2 separate regions of the Rattus norvegicus genome follow, and region 2 is linked to region 1. Evidence: chromatin contacts called from public Hi-C data. All regions are on one chromosome and are shown on one strand. Each heading gives the region's core, a stretch centred on a gene start, on an enhancer-like site or on the middle of the called end of the contact. The rest is flanking DNA. Distances are from core to core; before and after follow the strand shown.

What was found. Hi-C and Micro-C count contacts between places; a contact is called where the count stands out from the background.
Region 2: a Hi-C map of liver shows a contact between it and region 1, with 1.9 times the contacts expected there. The contact joins the promoter of Marchf3 here to the enhancer-like site in region 1. A contact is called at or near these places in 2 of 12 Hi-C or Micro-C datasets (kidney and liver).

Annotation. Positions count from the first base shown.
Region 1 is chr18:52,523,877-52,529,143 of GRCr8, forward strand. All of the region lies in intron 1 of Marchf3 (membrane associated ring-CH-type finger 3), which reads right to left. It also overlaps the pseudogene LOC134483030. Among named protein-coding and RNA genes, the nearest start is that of Marchf3, 61 kb to the right of the region's middle. Within about 2 kb of position 3,690, at least 1 of the 93 cell types and tissues checked has an H3K27ac peak or open chromatin away from gene starts, as enhancers often do. A contact at or near this core is called in liver, where this site is marked.
Region 2 is chr18:52,583,684-52,589,357 of GRCr8, forward strand. It overlaps Marchf3 (membrane associated ring-CH-type finger 3), which reads right to left and starts at 3,614. Exons shown (of 5, transcript NM_001007759.1): 1 at 3,430-3,614.

The DNA of each region.
Region 1 (5,267 bases), core at 2,440-4,939:
GGGGCACGGATACCTGGAAGGTAGGCATGTTCTATATACTAGTTGGAATGATGGCTACATAAACGTATATATTTATAAAATGTTTAAAACATTCCATTATGTTTAAAATACTTAATTACATGTAATTTTATCCCACTACTGCTGGTTTAAAGAAACATTATGTCTTAGAAGAAAGTTCATTAAAAACCAACAATAAAACTTCTTTCTTCTCAGTTTGCTTTTTCAAAATGTTTAGTGTATCCAGTGCTTATTTCAGAAAGGAAGTTTATATCTTGTTGTTAGTCCTCAGTAGCAAGGCAGAGTTTTGTTTATAGAGAGTCAAGGAGAGGAGCTGGCGAGATGATGGCTCAGCAGTTAAGAGCATGTGTTCCTGCAGAGGACCTCAGTTTGATTCTTAGTACCGCATGATGGCTCGTCCTGCCTGTCACTCCAGTCAGGGAATCCAATGCCTCCTTCAGCACCAGGCACAGACAGGTGACGTGAAGAAAACACCCATACACATACAATAAGATAAATCATAAAAAACCACATACACATACAATAAGATAAATCATAAAAAACCAAACATCAAGCAGAAAAAAAATGGAAGACAAAAATAAAGTTATTAAAGATTTGTAAGTAAAATTACCTCTAAGTAAGATTTCCTAGGTAAGTGAGGTTTTAAAATATGTAACATTTTAAAAATGCTATTTTCTAAAAATATTGTTTGCTTCCATTTGCTTAAGTGGCATTTTTTTTTTTTTTTATTAACTTGAGTATTTCTTTTTTTTTTTTTTTTTTTTTTTTTTTTTTTTTTTTAGCTTTTCTTTTTTTTTTTTTTTTTATTATTAACTTGAGTATTTCTTATATACATTTCAAGTGTTATTCCCTTTCCCGGTTTCCGGGCAAAATCCCCCTCCCCCCTCCCTTTCCTTATGGGTGTTCCCCTCCCAACCCTCCCCCCATTGCCGCCCTCCCCCCATAGTCTAGTTCACTGGGGGTAACTTGAGTATTTCTTATATACATTTCGAGTGTTATTCCCTTTCCCGGTTTCCGGGCAAACATCCCCCTCCCCCCTCCCCTTCCTTATGGGTGTTCCCCTCCCAACCCTCCCCCCATTGCCGCCCTCCCCCCATAGACTAGTTCACTGGGGGTTCAGTCTTAGCAGGACCCAGGGCTTCCCCTTCCACTGGTGCTCTTACTAGGATATTCATTGCTACCTATGGGGTCAGAGTCCAGGGTCAGTCCATGTATAGTCTTTAGGTAGTGGCTTAGTCCCTGGAAGCTCTGGTTGCTTGGCATTGTTGTACTTTTGGGGTCTCGAGCCCCTTCAAGCTCTTCCAGTTCTTTCTCTGATTCCTTCAATAGGGGACCTATTCTCAGTTCAGTGGTTTGCTGCTGGCATTCGCCTCTGTATTTGCTGTATTCTGGCTGTGTCTCTCAGGAGCGATCTACATCCGGCTCCTGTCGGTCTGCACTTCTTTGCTTCATCCATCTTTTCTAATTGGGTGGCTGTATATGTATGGGCCACATGTGGGGCAGGCTCTGAATGGGTGTTCCTTCAGTCTCTGTTTTAATCTTTGCCTCTCCCTTCCCAGCCAAGGGTATTCTTTTTCCTCATTTAAAGAAGGAGTGAAGCATTCACATTTTGATCATCCGTCTTGAGTTTCCTTTGTTCTAGGGATCTAGGGTAATTCAAGCATTTGGGCTAATAGCCACTTATCAATGAGTGCATACCATGTATGTCTTTCTGTGATTGGGTTAGCTCACTCAGGATGATATTTTCCAGTTCCAACCATTTGCCTACGAATTTCATAGACTCGTTGTTTTTGATAGCTGAGTAATATTCCATTGTGTAGATGTACCACATTTTCTGTATCCATTCCTCTGTTAAGTGGCATTTTAAAAAACATAATGTATTCCTTTCGGAATGTTTCCAGGTCACTACTATGGGTAGAAAACTGACATAACTCTGTGAATGGTGCTGGCTTCCAAGTCTGTTAGGGTATACAGTTTCCAGTCGAGTGGCCCCAGAATAATGATGTTTCAAAACTCTCGTGTTTGTATCTCACTTCTTTCTGCTGTCTCTCTTGTTGAGCTGTAAGGGCTGTCTGTTTGTCCTTCTTATTTACCTTCTAGTTTCCCTAGGACAGCTGCTTTCTTCTCTTCAAACCTGCTAAGAGAATCATGGTTACAGATACCTAATACCAGTCCCTGACAACTGACTTTCAAACTTGCAATTGATGATTTCAAAAGAATAAACTAGAAGCTGGATGTGGAAGCTGGATATGGTAGTACATGCCAGTGACTTTGGTACTCATGCTGGGGACAGGAGGATGGGTTGGAGGTCAGGCTAGGCTGCATAGTGAATTCCAGGCCAGACGGAGCTAAATGTCAAGACCTTGTTTTCAACCACAAACACTAACGCCCCTGGAAACAAGCTGTTAGCAAACAAGATGATAGATGCCTGGCTTCTATCCTTGGAAATTTTAATATCCAACTCTGTGGGCTTCACTCACGATTTTAAAATTATAGAAATATGCATACATAAGACAGAAGTGGAGAAAATAGTATAATGAACCACCAGCTCATCACATGGCTTCAGAATATTTAACCCTTTGCCAATCCTTTGCCATCTGAGGTAGAGTGAGAAAAGCCAGGGCTTTAAATAATTCATATATAATTTATAAACCATGAAATTCACTTCCTTACAGTATAGAGTTCTGTTTACTTCACAATGTTGTGAAGTCATCATCAACCAATTCTAAGATACTATCACAGCTCCAAAGAAAGCCATGCATTCACCAGAAGGCGTTTAGACCCTACTCCACAGCCGCTGGCAATTACTGATCAACTTCGCCTCTGTGGCTTTGCCTACTCTGACCATTACATGTGCATGTGACTGTGGAATAGGCAGCTTTTTCTGTGTGGCTTCTTTCCCTTAGCTTAAGAGCGTCATAGTGCTTCCATGCCTAGGGGGGGGAGGGGGTGATGCTGAAGTCTTTGCTCCCATTTGCTAACTATTTTGACTCTATGTGGTGTGTTGCTTTTTAATCCCTGGATCTGGGAGGCAGACACAGAAGGATTGCTGAAAGTTCAAGGCCAGTATGGTCTATACAATGAGTTTCAGGTTAGCTAGGGCTGGATATGAAGCTCCTGTAATTTGTTTGTTCATTTATTTTTGTCTTTTGTCTTTGTTTTTGTTCTTTTAAATCTTTGACAGTTTTTAGTTGCATTAGGTTTTCTTAGAGTTACAAATGTGTGTGTGTGTGTGTGTGTGTGTGTGTGTGTGTGTGTGTGTGTGTGTGTTTTATATGTTCTGGATATTAGACTCCTTTCAGCTCTACAAATATTTTCTTCTTCCCCGCAGCTCTGTTCCTATTTTTATCTTGCTTGTGTTCATTGAAACACAAAAGTTTTAGATTTAATTATTTTTTCCCATAGCTCATGCTACGGGAGATCTGTCTAAGAAATCATTGATGGAAGATAATGAAGATTCACACCTGAATTCTTCAAGAATTTTATCCTTTTAGCTTTTACATTTACATCTGGTGCATCTAAAATTTTTTAAAGGATTCACATGTACGTCTCAGGCAGAAGAAGTTTGGGAAGGGAGTGAGTGAATTTTGACAAGAGTTTGGAAGAAGAAAAGAATGTGAACTCAGGTGCAGTTTTGCAATAGGCATGCTCAGTGATAAGAGGCCCTTCCCTCCCCTTTTGGTTTCTGTTTCTGTTTTTGTTTTCTCTCTCTTGGCAGATGGCTGAGGTATTCACAGAGGCCCACAGCTAATTCTGTAATCATAATAAATATATCAATGCTGAGATCAATTCTTCACACCAATAAAGTATCAAACATGCTGAAGAGAAGCTCATTACAGTTCCAAGTCTAAAAACACAGTGTTCTCTTAGGCCGGCTCAGTGTGTGATGCCCCATAGTTTTCCTGATCCATAGCTTGGGAAATTCGGAGAAGAGAGAGAGAAAGTCCACAGGTAGGGTCTGGCCAAGGGATGATAGAAGGGACAGTGATCCTTTGGTCACTGGCAGAAAAACTAAGCAGAAGCCCTAGCCATCAATTGCTGGTTGACAGTTTGTCCCAGGGATGCAGAGTTAGGATCTCAGACTGCAGTGAGGATCCAAACCGTCGTAAGAGTTTGTAGAACAGACTCTTCTAGAGATTCTACTGTGGACTGTCGAGACAGGGCCATCAATTGACATTGCCAGTGGGCTTCCGGGCACTTCTGCTACTGGTGGTCATACATGAAGGAGCCCTATTTTAAATACAGGGATCCTCTCACCCTTGTGCTCCCTGAACCTGCTTGGTAACAAATAACAGTGCACTAAGAGGGTCAAAGGCTGTAAGTGTAGTTTGCTTCAAATTCCTAGTCACTGAGAGTCTCATTTCAGTGTACAGAGTCCAGATTTTTGGTGATGCACGAGAGTATCTTGATTTCAAGAATATTAGTATGGATTATATAACTACTATTTATTTTTCTGTGTTTTTATTTGATCTTGCTCAATCTGTGTGGACATTGGCTGTAGTTAAGAAGACTATTCAGGAACATCTTTTGTTTTTGAGGTAATGTATTTGACCTGTGGCCAAATGAGATTCTGAGAGATGTGACTTTGAAAGATAGAGCCAAAGTGATATTTTGATGGTCTGCAAAGAAATTTTATCAGTCCCAGGGTGGCTGCCAGCTGGAAAAAGTGACTTTCAAAAAAATGTCTAGAACAATCTACATTTATTCTCCCACCTTTACTTTCTATTAACTAAAAAAGTTAGGTAAGAACTTGATTTTCTGGTCTCTGTTATTTCTAAGATTAGAGCTTAAACCTGAGAACAAAATGTTAAGTCATGCTTCTGCCTCTTACAAACTGGCCATGGCAGAGATCAGTAAGAATCAGGGCCTTCATAGCTTACATGATGCAGACTGAGGACCAAGTTTGCTTGAGTGAAGAAAGGTAAGTAAGAAATTTATTTCATTGGTAAGTTGAGGAGTTAAAAAAACAGGAGAAAGTCTAAGAAAAAGAATAACGGTTGAAGGTATTATTATTCCTGATTTTAATAATAATAATAAAAAAAACCAACAGTGTGGCACTGGCATGAAAAGAGACATCAGATGAGTGGAATGGGACAGAAAATGGCAGAATTAAACCCATACAGGTATAGCATCCTGATTCTTGACAAAGAAGCCAAAAACATACACTTGCAATACCAGAACTGCTGAAATTGTTCAGGGAAAACACTTGGAGATACAGGCATTGGCACAGGGTCTTCTGAAAAGAGCAC
Region 2 (5,674 bases), core at 2,364-4,863, 60 kb after region 1:
AACATCTTACTTATTGGTATTACCTTTAAACATGAGAGACAGAACCCAAGTATTATGCTTTTGTGGCTGCTGTTTGCTCATCTGGAATTAAGTGGGGAAAAAAACATTGTCCTCCAAAGATTGTTAAGTGACCTATCAAATGCCAAGTATTCCTCTAAACAGAAATTATCCACAAAGGTCTCTGTGATGATCCAATGATCTGGAACTATATAAGTTCAATGTCTCAACGTATCTAAATCCTTTTGTCATCAAGGAAGTAAATATTTGTGACATTTTCTGACCTCTGAGATTTTTTTTTAACCTTAATGTTAGAGAGGACAACTTCTGATATAGATCCATTCTCTTTGAAACCTTACCTAAGTGTCTAATGTGTTCACAGACTACGCATGTCAGGATCAAGAGGGTAAGTAAAAAAAAAAAAAAAACCCAATTGTTAATAATTTATAAATAAAAACTAACACTGATTTCAGTGAGAATACAGGTAAACAGTATATTTTCAACCCATTTCTGTGGGACAGCTTAAAGTAAATCTAAATTAACGTTCAGAGTGTATCATAGTGGGTGGGGCTCATGGCTGGTCAGCCAAGTAACTACAGTTTCCCAAGGAAACCCTGGATTCTGGTTAAGTCTGTGCTAGCCCTGATTACGTACATACTTCTGTCCTAGCACCAAGAGATAAAAGGAGAAATGAGGAACTACGTGTATTAGGGCTGGCCAAATCAGTCCAGAACATCCCAGCATCACGGGGACAGAAACAGGCAGCAGAGAACCAAGACTGAGGAGAGGTATTAAATTATCTTGCTTCTCCAGACAGACTTCTTTAAAATTGGGACCAATTCAGAATAGGAATGACTGAAGATTACAGGCACAGTGCAAAAGAGGCCCGTTGTTGAGAGAGTTAATAAACTATCAAATTTATAAGGCCAGTAAATACCACCTGGAAATTTCTGGATAATCAATTGTCATCTCAACTCACAGATCGTGTTATTTTATATCCTAAACACCATTCTAGTACTTCCTGATGTTCAAGTTGTCCTTTGTGTCAGAACTTGTCTTGAGTGCTTGAAAATGCAGATTCCTAAGCTATCCTGGGTCCCAGAACTGAATTGAAGGACAAGGACTGAATCCCCATGGGGCTACTCAGTTTATTTGAATGATTCATGTAAGCCAGGAGGATCTGTAATCTTCCTTTTGTGCCCTTCATCAATTTAGACATATACATTAGGAATTTACACATTTCCTCCAAATGTTTATGTAACATAAAAATGATAATACTTATGATGGGTTCTTAAAACCACCCCAGTTTATAATGAACACCACTATTAAATTGTAATTAAGAACATAGAATTATTGTGGAAAAGATCAACTGTGCTTCTTGAAGGTGTTGTCCCTATTGTTATTAAAAGTAACTATACTATTAAAGGAATTTATAGCTTTTTAAAGTATCAGTCACTTGCCAGCAGGAACTTAACAAGCTGTTATAATAATACTCCTCCCATACCTTTTTAGTCATCAGAAATTTTACGATAAAGCCTTTTTATTATTTTAAAACTACACATTGTGAGCCATTGTTACTAGTGATTAGACCAAATATGAACTTATTCCAGGGTATAAATTCCTAAAGGCGTGCTTCATTAGGATTACTAACGCAATCTTAACTTCAGCCTTGGCAATAAAGTTCTATTTACTTCTATTAAACTGTGTGTGCTCAAAACTATTTTTAGTGCATTCTCTGAAGCAAACAAACAAACAAACAAACAAACAAACAAACAAAAAAACCAAACCCACCAGTTTGTGAGATATACATGTTACTGCAAAGATGCAAATCAGCCTTGCTGTAGGTTAACTAAGAATCACTAAAAACGCTCTCGGGGATTGTGTTTTTTCTTCTATAATTGCCCCTCCTCAAATTATGGGTACAATTATATCAGAAAATACACTCCCCCTTCTAAGAGGCACCATTCCCTGCATCTCCCTCATTAAAACTGTAAGTTCCGGCCAAAATAATAGATGAAAATAGAAGTCAAGCGAAAGGCTTTGTTTGTAGCGGGTTGTTTTCCTAAGGGTTGCCCCCTACCCACTATCCACCCCAGTGTTCTGGCTGAAGTGTACATGCTATGTTTTAACAGATGGGCTGGCTGGCGGCGGCGGCTGGGCTGTAAAACAGGAACGCAGAATCTGTACTGAGTGGTATTGAACTGAGTGCTCGTAAAGTTCACGGACATATACTGACCCAGACAGACCAGACTAGATTCAGATATGCTTACACATACAGGATTAGATACCTTATAGCTAAGAGGGTTCATCTCTACAATCCAGAGGAAGTTCAAGGCTGAGTTAATCCTCTATATATTTCTACCTCACGCCCCTATCAGTCCCACACATAGACACACACACCCTCAGATATATTCGCTTGTACATCCGCAGCTACTATAAAAAAAATCAACGTTTTATATATTTTGAAAGACAGAACTATTCCCAACACCAGAGCTAACTCTCCATAGTCTTCTTAATAGGCTCTCACTCATATCAAATAAGAATGGCAAGACAATATTGCACTGAATTCTATTTAGTCCATACAGAATATAAGCTGCATGCAACTGCACTCAGAAAAATCAAGCTGCATTTATTACGAGAGGAAAGAGGAAAGGGAGGGTGTGTGTGTGTGGGGGGGATGTAACCCACGCTTAGCCACAAAGTGTCAGGTCTAACCTTGAATCCTCAGTTGTCAGTTCTTGCTACAACTTCATCACTTAAAAAACACGCAGGTGCTTTAAGGAACACCACCAAACCAGGCTGAGAACACCCAGCCTGGTGTTCGCCTCTAGGCTCCCTGCTGGTCCTAACCAAGTTCCTCAGACACACCTGGTGGCAGATGCGGAGATCTGAGCAACCCAGGAAGAGGGGCGCACATTCAAAGGCTGACAGGAAGCAATTACTTCCCAAAGTTTAGCGTTCAGCACCGCTGTCATTTTCGTCGGATCAGCAAGAGTACGGAAGAGGCCTGCTACTGTCCCCAGCGGGTCCCTCCAGTTCTCAGTCGGAACGCGACCAGCGCTTGCTGCGCACGCCGGCTCGGGCGCCGGTTAATGTTTAGGAACCACTCGCAGCCATCTAGGAACTGCTGTGCGCGCACCGAGGTGTCCCCGCGCGTCGTGTCGCCGCCGCAGAGGGGCAGGGGCGCGTCTGGGACTTAAGGGTGGCAACCACCAACGCCAAGTCGGTTCCGACGCATAGTCACGTTCTGGGCCGAGTTGGGATGCTTTGAAAATGAGAAGTTCGGGAGCCCGGACGCTGACAGAGAGTAAGTGTCCCCTGCCTTGCCTTGCCCTCCCACAGCCCCACGCTCCCACCCACCAGCACCAAGGCGGTCTTCGGCTCTCTGGCAACACGGCGCAGGGGAGCCGCTTTCACGGCGCGGCCACTCACCCTCCTGGCCCAGTCCAGACGCCAAATCCACGCCCCTGCTGCAGATCCTCAGTCCCAAGTTGCCCGGAACCGCCGGCTGCTCTTGCCCCGCCGGACCTGGGCGCATTGGCTTTACTGGGCACCTGACGGGGATCGCCGCAAGCTCGGCGGTCGCCTGGCTCAGCAGTCGCCCAGAGCGCGCTGACAATATACGGACCCGCTCAGCGAATGAGGCGGAACACCGCGCAGAGCTGACTAGGCTCCGAAGGGGGCGGAGCCCTGGGGCGGGGCCAGTCTTGAGCCAGCCCCTATAAGGCGGGGCGGCTACTAGTGTTTGACTGGCGGAGGCCATAGCCAATAGTCAGGGCACCAGGATCCTTGGAGGCTGTGGGAGGTGCATAGCGCGTCGTCCTGCCCCCTACTCGGTGTCCAATCGCTTGCTGGTGAGCGTTGGCCCGGAGACGCTCTAGCTGCCCGCAAGTTGGCAGTTGTGAAGTGCGGTGGCGGCGGCGGCGGCGGTGGCGTCTGGCAGCTCCTGCGTGGTCTGATGCAGTGGGACCCGAACGCCCCGGGAACGAGGCTGCGACCAGGAAAGGCTCTTGCTGACAGACTGTAGGAGTTCCCAGAGCCGTCGCGAGTGGGCACGCTGTGGAGAGCAACACTCGTACCTCATACCAATAGGAAGCGAGGAACTTGGCCCCAAAGGCGCCCCAGCCACCGGAGGATTCTGAGTACTCACACAGTCTGCGTCTCAAGGGTCCAACTACACTGGAAACGGTTCTAAGCTCGATTTGGCGGTTGTCTTTGAAACAAGAACTCTGGCTCAGCCAACCTCCGGGAAAGTACAAAGCAGGACTCTCCTTTTCCTTCCACAAGGTTAGGGACCTTTAGCAAAAGCCTTCTCATGCCCAAAGGCGTCCCATGCACTTCCCATCCGCCACAGTGGGTTCTGTGGCTGTCTGCTTGGTCCTCCAGGAATATCGAGAAGCCAAAACTATCCGTCTTCTTGGACAGAAAACCGCAGAGCAGGCCAGATCCGTCGGACTCTCCATTTCCCTCTCTCCCCTTTGGAAAACCTTGATTAGGATGAAGGCATGAAGCGGCTCATAGCTGGTAGTTAGGAGTGCACTGGGAGCCTTTAGACCACTGTTGGCTTTCCCCTGCTTCATTCAGTCTTGCCAGAATAGTCTTTTTAGTCAGGTTTTAAGACTACACCACACACACACACACACACACATACACACACACACACACACACACACACACACACACACGCACACGAATCAAAGAGTATTGCTGTCTAACTAAGGCTTAGAATATGAGCATGTCCTAGACTGTCTTCTTAGGGTAGGCAGATCCAATCTGTGCCTAGACCTGTACTTGTTGTGCATCCAACTTGTATTAACAGGAATGCACAACAGTATAGGAAAGGGGCCAAACTTCCTGATGGTCTGCCACTCACGTGTCCCCCACCTCCACACTCTTGCTTCCAATCCAGGCACTTCAGATCACTGTCTCAGCTCTGAGAAACTCTAAGGAACTACGTAGTCTTTCAGTACAGATGACTATTCATGTGTGAGAGAGCTGCAGGTATAATTTCAATGGCCATCTGGCTTCCACAACTTTCTCCTTTATAGCTCATGTCTCAGGAGAAGCCTCTGATGAGGTCACCAGGGAGAAGGAAGGTAAAAGGCCAGCTTTCATCTGGCAAGGAATGAAACAGCACCAGTAGCTGAGAAAGCTGCAACTCTTAGGTGAGCTCTGGCATGGGTTTGGTTTAACTCTGTGGAAAGAGGTCCATAGGCCTCTTGTTGTCAGAAGGGGAAAAATGGGACCCATATAGCCCTTAACAAGCTGTAAAAATTAGTAATGTCAAACCTGCACATTAAGTTCTGTCTTGCTTACTGAACCAAAAGACTGGTACAGATAAGAAAGATTCAATTCCAACAATCACTTGAAGCTGTGGAGTGACTAAGGGGAACGGCTTTGCCTACAAAAATTTAGAGGTAGATAAAGCGAAGAGAACATATGAATCTCTGTTCATGCTGGGACGGAGTGGGACTGGGGTGAGGACAGGTCTGGAGGAATCAGAGAAGGAGGTTCGGAAGACTACTCCTGGTTCTAGTGGTACATCAGTCAGATTTCCTCCCTGAGACAAAATACCCAAGGAAGTGTTGTCCTGGCTTACAGTTAGAGTTCATGGTCTCTTGACCTCTTCGGGCCGATGGCAGCATGGTGCTTCATGGTGGAAGCCCTAGGTAGAACA